Linked DNA regions of Mus musculus: region 1 is linked to region 2. Evidence: chromatin contacts called from public HiChIP or PLAC-seq data. All regions are on one chromosome and are shown on one strand. The core of a region is the stretch at or near the end of the contact, and the rest is flanking DNA. Distances in the headings are between cores, read along the strand shown. Region 1 overlaps Pkp1 (plakophilin 1). Region 2 overlaps Phlda3 (pleckstrin homology like domain, family A, member 3).

Region 1 (6,004 bases), core at 3,320-5,819, 120 kb after region 2:
AAAGGAAAATGTACCGTGAACAATGAGATGTCCCGAAGGGTCTTGTAAGCCCAACAGAAAATTTATTTCTTTGGGAGGAGCCTGTAAAACCAGAGGCTTGGTGGGAATCAGCTCTGGTACTGAACTGTCCACAGAAGACTTTCCCAGACCCGTAAGCTGGCGGGTCTGGCCTGTTGGAACTTGTTCTCAGACAACAGGATCAACACTGAGCCTGATAAAACCTCCCCATACAGGTGCCGACTTGGGAGTCACCTTTGCTGGGATGAGCAACTGCCAAGTCCCGCTCGGAGGCTGCCCACCCAACCCTAATGGAAGGACAAAGAGAACATAGAAAACGTAGTCAAACTGTGTCTGCAGGGAAGGCTGCTGTGTGACCAGCAATTACCACCTACACGGGATCTAGCCACATGGGACTAAGGAGGGGCTGATGTTCCAGTTACCCCAAAGAACGGTGTCAAGCTACCAGTTGGAAGGTGGTGTCCAAAACCAGGAAGCCGGATACTGTTAACCTTGGGGATGGCAGGTATACTCCCTTCACCCACACCAAACGGGCACAATTTTCTTCCTCAAACTGGGTCAAACCACCCTGCTGAACAGTGAGCTGGTCTGTGGGAGTTGGGAGAGACACAAACAATGGTAAGGCAGACGCCGGAGGAGCTGGTGGTTTTCTTGGCATTTGGAGGTGAACCAGACTCCTTGATGACTATATGCAAAAGGTACTGAGGCCTCCAGATCAGGCAGAGGAAGGAAGGGAGGGAGGGAGGGAGGGAGGGAGGGAGGGAGGGAGGAAGGAAGGAAGGAAGGAAGGAAGGAAGGAAGGAAGGAAGGAAGGAAGGAAGGTGGCAGATGGTGCTTTGGGGGTGGGGAGGGGTGGAACACTCCCCATAGCAGGCTGGGCTTCCGAGGAGAAGGCAACAGGAGCACCCTTGTTCTCAGTAAGTGACACACCTGGACGTCATCTCAGACACCTGATGAGGAGTGTGTATGCCCTCCTGGCCCAGACCCAGCAAAGACGCCATCCTGCTGATTAAGCCTTAGAGAGGTTCTGGGCTCTGCAAGACTTGCTGGGAAAGGGAGCAGAGGGCTGCCCTGGCAAGTCTCAGCGAGGTGGGCTGCCCCCAGGGAATGGGCGAGGACCCCTCTTGACAGCCACACCCCAGTAGTGTCATCCATTCCTGGGAGCCCCACCTTAGCTTTTAAAGCCACAGCGCTGGATTGTATGAATGTGACAGCCAGGGATGGCTCTCTTGTATCTCCAGTGCCTTTTGCTGTCACTTTAGCAAGCAGGAGAAAAATTCAGCTGGGTGTTGTCCTCTCCTAACCCTACATAGGCCTGGATACTCTTGGAGAGTATCCAGGCTCAGAGAAAGCAAACTTACTGCCTCTAACACCGCCTGCACAGGCAGCCCACGATGCAGCCTCTAAGGCTGAATTGGCAGTGGCCTCATGGGAATCCAAACACTTTCCCCCAAGCATAACGAGGTATGCCTGAGAAGGCCGTATGACAGTCAAAGGCACAGACTGGCGTCCCACTGTCTTGGTTGTGTCAGGTGCCTGCTTGGGTGCAACCTTAGGCAAGGAGCTTCAAGCCAATATTTCAGTTTCTCCAGCTGTATAACCAAGATCCTAATTGTTCATGACGTACAGGGTCATTAGATATCATTAGACTAATGTTTGTAAATTAGAACTGGACATGACACAAGAACTTGGACCATCTGCATCTCTCTGACTCTCACACTGGCCGCCTTTAGGAGCTGGTCGAGGGGCACATACACACACATGCACTTCAAGGACCCTCCTGTCTCTGCCTCCCTAATGCTAGGATTAGACTTGCATGCCATCATGCCAGGCCTTTTACATGAGCACTGGGGATTCAAATGCAAGTCCACATATTGGCATACCATTAAATTTGCTGACTGAGCTATTTCTCTGGTCCCCTCTGCTCCCCTCCCCCATCTTAATTTCTTAAAACAAGTTCTGTCGCTAAGCATGGAGCTCATGGATTCATGAACTATTCTTGCTGGCGGATGAACTTCAGCAGTCTGCTCGGCTCCATTCCCCCAGTACTGGTGTTACAGATGTGGACTGCTGTGCCTAGTTTTCGAGTGAGTGGGAGGATCTCACCTCAGGTCCTCATGCTCGCACCAAAGGCACTTCACCAGCTGAACCATCCCCTTAGCCCCTAGCTGAGGGGTTTTAATAACCCACAGCATTTCTAAAGAAGTTTCTAGATAATCCATAAGGGGGGCAGGCTCAGGAAGGAGACACCCAGTATTCAGAGCCCCTTGCTGAGCTCAGAGTGAACTCAGCAGGCGGTCTGCCAAGATGGAGGAGTCTTTCCTTACATGGGTGCTCCTAGCATCTGCTGAAGGGACACATCTTCATTGTCTGGATGCCCAAACACCACAGGATGTTTGTGGTGGCCCTGCCCCCAGGGCTCCAAATGATAGCAATCCCACTTCCATTTCCAAACACTGTCTCTAAGTCTTCAGCAAACAGTTGCAGCCAGAGAATGAACGGACACCTGTGCCCACCGCAGGTGGGAGAGCCCTGCTGCCAATGCCTCTCCAGCCACACCCCCACACTCAGATAGGCATCTGCTGGCAGCCTCCTCCTCTTTGAATACAAAGGGGGCATACATACACACACACAAGTACACACACACACACACACACACACACACACACGAGTGCACACATTCACATGTAGGACTATCTCATACTTTCTTGGGAAACTCAAACTTCAGGTGGGATAGCCCGTGAATCTAAACATTCCAGACTAGAAAGTCATGTCCTGGGAGCAGAATTGACCGTCAACAGGCTGGGCTAGACCGGTAAGTTGAAGCTCAGAACGTGGGCACAGAAACATCCTTCTCCACTGGGAACACTTGTGAAGTTCTTGGGAGGCGACTCTTATGACCACAGTCCAAGGTAAGCCAGATAAGACTGCATGGGCCAGAACTCCCCATACTCAGCCTATGTTCTGCCCTCTCTTTCCTAATGACGTAGGAGGAGTCATTAGGAGAGTTACCTGCTCAGAAAGGGAAGCCAGGCTTTGGGCCAGGCTGTATTTGTTTCCTTGCGTGGCTGTTCCTGCATCTGAGGAAGACACTTCTTCATTATGCTAGAGAAGCCCCCAGGTTGTTTAGTGGCTCTGCCTTTAAGGCCCCCTGCCCTCTGCCCCAAATGTTTTCTTTCATTCTTCTCCTTCTTCCTGAAGACGGAGGTGTTTCAACCCACACTGATGCTCCCTCTCTTCCGGCTCATCCTTAGGTAGGAAGCTCTCAGGAGCCCACTGGGTCACTGTGTAGGCAAGGAACGTGAGTTCTAGAGTGAGCTGGATCAAAGCAAACCAATACATTTCTTAAGCTCCTACGGCCCAAGAAACCTGTATTTGCTGAAGTCTTCGGGCAGGACAGTAAGCAGCCATTCTGGACGAGGTGGCACCCACCTGACTGTTCTCTCTGCTTTCTTCTTTTGTATTGCTACCGATCGGACTGTGGTCCTAGGCACTTCCTAACTTCTCCCACCAGACCCCAGGGTCCCCCTGGCCCTGCCTCCTCAGACACTCAGACCTGCCTTTCTCAGGCAAAGCTTCCGTCAGTCCCAACTTTGCTGCAGAGCTTACTGTATCTCTGCTACTTACCAGGCAAGCACATCAACTTGACCCTATTCCCTCTAGCCCTCTATAACCCCCACAGCCAGCCATTTCTTCCCTCCTAACACCTCCCTCTCACACTGTCCCACAACAGCAGACATACCCTGGGCCCCTGCTTCACCTGCTCTCTGCCCACCATTTGAACTCTACATTTCTCTCAAGTCTCTGCCCAAACCTGTCATCTACATCGAGTCTGTTGTGCCCCTTCCTGGCTCTGGATGCCCACAGCTGGACTCCTCCAGCTGCACACCTAATATCCCCTGGTCTTGTCTGCTCTCTGGTTATCACAGCAGGGCTCATTTATTCTCCCAAGCTTTTCAAGCAAAAGGCATTTTACTGTGCCTAGCCCGATGAGTGGTGGTGGTAGTGGTGGTGGTGGTGGTGGTAGTGTGTGTGTGTCTATGTGTGTGTGTGTGTGTGTGTGTGTGTGTGTGTGTGTGTGAGCAGTGGCTGGGTTCCCAGCATGCACTGGTGGAAAAGAGAGGATTTCTCCTGGGAATGGAGGCTCCAGTTGCTGTTGAGCACTGGGTTCCCCATGGCCTCCTTGCCCAGGAGTCTACCACAGATGAAGTGGGCTGGTAGAGGATAGGAGGGCCTCTGAGCAGGGCAAGACAGGTGGCACAGACTGAGCTCTGCTGAGGTTCAGGACACTTCCCTTTACCCTGACCTGGGATATAGCTGATACCTGGCTGATCCCAGAAAATTCTATTTCGATTCTGCATAACCAGACAGAAACTGCCTAGCTCTTTGGGAGCTGTATGTGCAAGGCAGGCCAAGATGAAAAGAGTGTCCGTGTCCCCAGCTATTAGCCCATTTTGAAACCACGCTTCTGCCAACAAGGTGGGGCTGGCCAAACTGGCTCTGCCACAGGACACACCCTTCTCTGCCTGGCAAGTCACACACCCAGTGGAGTGTCCAACAGGGCCATGTTCAGCAAGGCAATCTCCCCACGCCCTTTGCATGAAAGCCAGTATGCATACAACTTCACAGAGTCCTCATCCCTTGTGGGCCCAGAGAGAGCTTTCTAGAGAAAGGACCTGACCAGAAAGCCCCTGCAGGACAGGCTTCATGGTTGTTAATCTCTCAACTACCATTGCCTGTCTGTGCCCACTGAGGACCCTTACACAGTAATGACAACAAGCTGTCTTGCATTTTACTAGGGATTTGTCCACTCCTGCGGAACAAGCTATATCTGATATGCAGATACTTTGTTGAGTGTTCCTGGGCCTTTTAGACTCTGTTCCTTTACCAACAAGGCATCCAAGAGGGGCACACAGGACCCAAGGCATAGAGAGTTCTCTGAAAGGCACAGAGGGTTGCTTATTTAGCAGTCTGAGTCAGTAAGTGAGCTGCTGAGATCTGAGTTACTAAAGATGGAACTTCATCAGGGAGAGAGTCAGTCTCTGACTCGTCTTGAGAAGCAGAGGGCCCAAACTGGGCTGGACTTCTTATTTCCTGGCACACAGTTGTAAGGACAACCACACTGGTCGGACTCCCCGATGTCCATTCAGGCACAGAGGTGCCACTTGGCCTTGAAGGAGGCTGGGGTGGGTGTTCCTCTTTGTGGAGTCTCAAAGGCAAAGAGACACAGCTGCAATTATGTCACCACAGCCTGAAACTCAGGGGCACTCCAGAAACACCCGAGAGATGCCCATGATCCCAAAGGTACTGTCTGGTTAACAGTTTTGTTTTGTTTCTTTGGTTTTTCAAGACAGGGTTTCCCTGTATATCTTTGACTGTCCTGGGACTTGCTCTGTAGACCAGGCTGGCCTTGAACTCACAGAGATCCACCTGCCTCTGCCTCCTGAGTGCTAGGATTAAAGGTCTGCACCTCCTCTTCCCCATTGGCAACCAGTTCCTATCTGAGAAGAGGAACAACGGCAGACTCCACTGTAGTCCAGCTCCAGGGCCCAAATACGTTTTGTTACTGATTTTTTTGTCTGTCTGTCTGCTTGAAATAGTCTTAACTCATTGTCCAGTCATAATTATTCTTTCTCAGCCTCCTAACTGTTAGGATTATAGGGATGAGCCACCTTAGAAAAACATTAAAATGTAAAAAACAAACGTTTGGGTGCCCATCTCGAAAGTGTACGTAGACTTTGTGAGAAAGCTGGCCAGTAACAAACACTCAGGGTCTCTCTTGACCTCCGAAGAGCATGAACTGGGAGCACCTACCAATACAATACGTAATAATGGTATTACGAGACATTTGCAGATAACTGAAGACGGAGCTCCCAAAGCATCTAGATGGCTGCAGCCCAGGTCTGGGGGCACTACAGAACTCTGATCAGTAGCCTGAGAGGCTTTTGGGAGGTGTCTTTCTCTCTGGAGACACCCAGTGTTCCTG
Region 2 (5,841 bases), core at 1,864-4,363:
CCCTTGGTTCTGGGTTCTGCAGACTGCTGTTTGACCTCTGGCTTTGAGACATGCCCAAAGAAGGGCTGGCTGTTCTTCATGGCGTGCTAAGCCAGTGCCTCAGAACTCAGGAGGCCAGCCTGGGGTCCAGAAGATGACCACCTTACCTTAGGACAGCCACTGGACTCAGCTTGTGGAGGGGGGTCTGCTGGGCTGGAGTCCTGTGCCTGGGGGGGGTCTCCTGCTGCTTAGGTCCTTTTGGGACCCCCCCGCCCATCTGTACCCTTTCTTTGCACACTTCTTCCCTCACCCCTGTTGCCCTCTCCTCACTTCGGTGTTGGGCCTGGAGGGGGTGGGGGTGGGGTAAGGGTTGGCCCTTTACCATTTCATGCTTATTCCAGAATGAAGAGGCCCAGTTCGTGGGCAGTAACCACGCTGTCTACTGAGTGAAATTCTTTTAAGTACAGGACACCTAGAGCTTTGGAACATCTCTTCTCTAGTCCACAGGCCCTCTGAAAGATGTAACTTGAGGGGTACAAGCACTGTACCCCCAGTAGACATGGCCTCATCGGCCATAGGAAGGAAGGGCCCCAGTGTGACTGAAGAATGTCAAGTCCTGCAGCTGCCTCTTCTGTAGAGGGTGACTTTGTCCCTACTAACCTGGGAAGTGACTCTAGTTTCCAGGTAGGCTTCTCTCCGTGTGGTTTACACATGCAGATTCACACATTAATACGTAATTAAGACTTCCTTAGTTGTTTCTACATGGGAATCAGCAGAGGAATTGGGGCCTTGAGTTAGACAGAACCGGCTGTGGAGTGTCCCCTGTGACCTTTCCCAGTATAACCAGCAAGTCTCCCTCCCCTCCCTGATGCGGAGCAGTGACCTGCTTCAGAGTCTCTCCAGAAGGAACGAGGCCGAGGGAACTTACTTCGTAGTCATTTGAAGTCTCTTTAATAACCTTTGGCTTCTCATGTTTCACACCTTCTGGTGTCTCTTGTTTTTTAATCAAACTTTTCCTTTTCCTGTCTGTGTCCCTCGGTCCTCAGCAGTCTCTCTCATGTGGGATGGGAACTGTATCTTACAGTCGAATATGGGTGTAAAGATGGTTGTATGGTTGACAGTTAACCATTATCTCACTTATTATCTCATTAGTCTACTATCACCCTGTGGATAGCTTCATCCCACTAGGTCAAAAAACCCATCATCTTCCATGCTAACCTAGATCAATGCTATAAAGGTTAGGGCTGAGCCAGTGTGCGCACTGTGATCCATTGATGTCTTCTTCGGGTGGGGAGAGTCAGCACTTTCATGCTTCAGGACTGGAGAGAAAGTTGCCATTCCTGCCTTGATGTAGCTGTTAGTGGGGAAGGGTTACTTTTCCTGTCCTTGTGAAACAGCCACTATTCCAGCAAAGCCCAAGAATTGATCCTGGTGGTAGAGATTCAGGCTTAAAGAAGTGAGGCATCGGGCACTCAGAAATGGGGAAGGAAGATGAGCAGAAATAGTGTCTCTTCTTGGGTACTCTGATTTCCAATGGATGTGGAGAAGGAAAAAAAAAAAAGACAGACCCGATTTCCACCCTAGGAACCCAGAGTTTAGTGGCAGACAAACCAATAGCAGCCAGTGCGGGTGGAATTGACCACACAGGAAGCACTGGGCAGTATTTCCTTGCTGTTCAGTGTTGACCTCGGCAGAGCTGAGAGGGGTCATTGTGCCACAAAGGGCAGCAGACACGGGCAGGGCAGAGCGTCCAGGGCAGGGGGCAGGTACTTGCTTGGGGGATGGAAGCAGGCTCTGGTTTCTGAAGCGCCCTACTTTTTTAAAGACTGAGCCTTGGTTCCAAGTGTGCTTCGGTTCTTGCCCAAAGCCAGCTTTGGTGTGTCCTTTTTGCTAGGTGAGTCCCAAGCTATCTAAAGTTCACCATTAGAGACCCTCTTGTGAACCTGGCACATAGCAGGCCTCTGGCACACATGCGTTGGTGGGGACTGTAGAACAGAATGAATACTTACCACAATTCTGAGAACCCTGGCTTCTCAGCTCTCATTGTAGAGAGGGGTCTGGTGCTCCCAGAACATATTATTTCAAAAGACCATTAGGGGAGCTTCGGGCTTTTTAGCAGGGAAGGGGTCGCACCGCAAGGTCGGCTTTTTTGCTGTGAAGTTCCAAGAAGGAGCAGAGGTCTTCTTCACCCTTGGAATGCCTGCTGTACTGCTGCTAGGGTAAAAGCCCCTTTGGTGACAGAGTCAGGTCAGGGTGCCAGCAGACTCTCAGGAGAGAGAAAACTGCCTAGCTGGGCCAGAGGACACTGTGAGGCCAGGGAGGGGCTGCTGCCACCAACTTCCCCCCTGCTCTGGCAGCCAGGGCCTCGCCCGGCCTGATCCATGAGTCATCAATGGGAAAATGAGACAGGGCATGTCTCAGCTGAACAACTGGAGTCCGAGGAGGTGGGGTGGGGAGGCTGAGGGGAGAAGGGATGGGCTCGTTCTGCTCTGGGAGAGCCGGGTTGGGAGTTGAGGTTTTGGCAAGAGTGAGCCTGTTGCAGGGAAAGAATGGCGAGAAGGTGGGAAAAGCCAGAGAGTCCAGAGCTGGAACTGCAGAAGAGAAGAAAGGATGGATCTCCAGGGCGCGATAAGATTGTCTGCCGGAAATCTGGAGCCAGTGATAAGGCTCCACGGGCAGCTGTGTCACCAGGGCCAGCATCCAGGGACCCTAGCAAGAATGCCAGGCTGGATGCCAGGCTGCCCTGAGGCTGTATGGAAAGCTCTGGCTTGGGTACCTCCAATCGACTATTCTCATTTGCCCACCGCAGTCCACCAGAGTGATTGCTATAAAATGCAATTGATTTCTTCTGCTGGCACCAGCAGCTGCTTGTCCCTTGCAGTGGGGGAGTTCCTGTCCTAATTGTTCGTTCTCTCTCTGTCTCTCTCTACCGTGCTTATGTTTGCACATCCAGGACTCCACAGGTAACTGTTCCCATCCCAGTACCAGTGAAGGTCACCTCACACAACAAACCATTTCCTCCAACTCCTCCCACATTTTGGTATCATGGCTCGGAGCTCTCATGCTCCGAGAGATGCCTCCCCTGACAGCCCTGCCTGCAGGGTAGCCTGAGTAACCGCTCTTCCTGCCGTGTGGCCATTTCTTCACTGAATGCGATTGCTGGTTTGTATGTCAGCCTGTGCCAGTAGACTGGTTAGTTCTTGGATGTGTCAATTGTGTATCCCTGGTGTTCCAGGTTACTTGTCATCCAGTACGCCCTTAATAATAGCAATGGCAAGCAGTACATATGTTTCCCGTGTATTGTTCCAAAAGCTGCAGTTACCTATAGTGCTAAGGCATCTAAAACTGTAGTTAGTACTCGATGAGAGAGGTACTTGTCTTATATTAAGTAAGAAACCAGGACTTGGGGAGGCAAAGTGACTATTCAGAGTCACAGCAGTTAATAAGTGGTGCCGTCAGGAGTCAACTTAGTCATGGTGGAAATCAAAGCAGGTGCTATTAACCCAATGCCAAACAGATTAATTCTTACTGCATGAGTGATTGCTCAAATCAATGATTTAAGTCAGTTTTGCTGAGAGGAGGGAGCTCAGAGGTGAAGGAGCTCTCCTGTGTTAGCTCTGAGGACTAAGGAACTTCAAAGAGCTGCCTGTGAGCTGCTGTGTGCTGAGTGTTCATGAAGAAAGTGACTAGAGTCAGCTTCAGGGACCAGGGTGGCACCAGGCTGTGTCGGTAGTACCTATAGCACTGGAACTTGGGAGACTAAAGCATGACGATCAAGAGTTTGAGGTCAGCCAGGGCTGCACAGAGGCCCCTTCCCAAGCTCCCGATTCTGCCCTAAAACCAAACCAAACAAAAACCAGCAAGGATGGGCTCTGAAAGCAGGGAAAGATCCAGTTATTTGGGCCATCAAAAAGTACAAGGCCAGAGCAGGAGTATTCTTAAGAGTGGAGGGGCCTTCGGATAGGAAGGGACAGCAAGGACTTTGAGGGACCTAAGGAGACCCAGGTCCAAATGTTGTTCCTAGGCTGGTCTAAGATACTGTTTGTCTCAGGACCTAAACTCAGGGTTACCCCAGCCACAAAGGCCAAGATTCAGCAGCTCTGTCTCTCATGTGGCACCATCCCCAGGGGCCTCACAACACGCAAAACTGTCCTGTTTTCTCCATTTTTATTATTATTATTATTATTATTATTATTATTATTATTATTAATGTAGCCTTGACCAGTCCACATTCTGAGAGACTCTTCAAACCTGGACAAGTTGTTCACTGACCCATTGCTGGAGATAGAAGCCTCCATTAACCTTCCTCCTGATGTTACCCAGCAGCTCCAAGGAACCCAAACCTGCAGGCAGCAATGCTTTCCTTGGAAGCATCACCTCCTTTGGCTCAGGCTGGCAACATTTCCTACCTTCTTGGAGAAAGGGCAGCAAACCTCTAGCCGTAGGGAGAAGAGCCAGAAGGAGTCTCTGTGGGGCTCTCCTGCCAGCTCTCTGCAGGGCCCCTCTGCTAAGTTTATCAGTTGAACTCAGCCTCAGTGAAATGTTAGCACTTGGTATTCACTGCATGAGGAGATGCTCTTCTGGCCAGATGTTGGCTTCCAGGAAGCCTTAAGGGTTTTGAGACCAAGAGTATGGCAAGGGAAAAGCAGGCTGGGATAGGGGGTGTTCATGGAGGAGTCTTTGAAGGTGGGATAGAATTCTGATCACAGGGAACATTCCAGGTGGAGGACATGATTGTGTAAAGATGCTAGTACCAGAGAAGATGAGGTGAGACAAGAGACACAAGCAGGTTTGCACAGATCCTGTTTTCTCCATTATTATTGTTGTTGTTGTTGTTGTTATTGTTATTGTGGAGTGACAGCTGAGTGCAGGCCAGAAGGGACTGGGTCACCTGAATCTCTTCCAGGAATTATGCTTTTTATAGGTGTTGGAGACCATGCAGAACTCTGCCACACAGATAAACACACACGCACCCAACACACACACACACACACACACACACGCACATACACCTCCACATATACACATATACCCAACACACACACACACACACACACACACAAACACACACACATGTACACTCCCATATACACACATGCGCCCAACACACACACGCACGCACACACACGCGCGCGCACACACACACACACACATCTACACCCCTTTAGTTTGTTATAAAACCTTGTTTCAACCAAGCCTAATGGTGAAGGCCTATAATCCCAGCTACTCCAGGAAGTTGAGACAGGGGGATGACAAATACAAGGACAACCTGGGACTTGTCTTAAAAGTAAAGAGGGCTGGTGGCGTGGTTTGGGGGTAGAGTATTCTCTTAGCCTGTGCAAAGCTCTGGGTTCAATTTCCAGTACTGAAAAACAAAAACAAAACAAGTCCCAACACACCAGAACAGAACAGGTTCACTGAAGAAAAATGTGGAAGGGCAGAGGGTGCCAAGGAGGAAAACAAACTTCACCTTCATGCTTTCAGCCTGAGTGCTGCCCTTGGCCTTCCATCCACACTTATTTCTATGCAGATGGCTGACATCTAACACGCAAATGTTAAATAATTTGCCCTTGTGCTTTATGTACAGGGTTTTGCTGTGCGTCTTCTGTTGCATGCTGGCGTGCTGGTCATTGTCCCCTCTCCCCTCATCCCTGCCTGTGGTGTTAGGGATCAAATCTGGGCATTGTGCATAGCAAACAAATACTCTACCACTGTGTTTTATCCTCCATTTAAATTTCATTCATTCATTCATCCATCCATTCATTCATTCATGCATGTGTGCATGCATGTATTTGTTTGTTCATGTGTATGGGTGTTTTGTCTTTCTGCATGCATGTGCTCCACATGGATGTCTGGTTTCCA

What was found. HiChIP or PLAC-seq counts read pairs in DNA pulled down with a chosen protein or histone mark.
Region 1: a contact with region 2 is called in an HNF4G HiChIP or PLAC-seq map of pancreatic cancer cells. The contact joins two enhancer-like sites. A contact is called at or near these places in 1 of 484 Hi-C or Micro-C datasets (epidermal suprabasal cells), 2 of 115 datasets of contacts at active chromatin or transcription factors (embryonic stem cells and pancreatic cancer cells) and 1 of 9 other capture datasets (pancreatic islet).

Annotation. Positions count from the first base shown.
Region 1 is chr1:135,891,037-135,897,040 of GRCm38.p6, forward strand. The region is part of intron 2 of Pkp1 (plakophilin 1); the gene reads right to left. Among named protein-coding and RNA genes, the nearest start is that of Pkp1, 25 kb to the right of the region's middle. Within about 2 kb of position 4,570, at least 20 of the 459 cell types and tissues checked have an H3K27ac peak or open chromatin away from gene starts, as enhancers often do. A contact at or near this core is called in pancreatic cancer cells, where this site is marked.
Region 2 is chr1:135,768,723-135,774,563 of GRCm38.p6, forward strand. Phlda3 (pleckstrin homology like domain, family A, member 3) reads left to right here. Exons shown (of 2, transcript NM_013750.2): 2 at 1-412. Among named protein-coding and RNA genes, the nearest start is that of Phlda3, 5.6 kb to the left of the region's middle. Within about 2 kb of position 3,114, at least 121 of the 459 cell types and tissues checked have an H3K27ac peak or open chromatin away from gene starts, as enhancers often do. A contact at or near this core is called in pancreatic cancer cells, where this site is marked.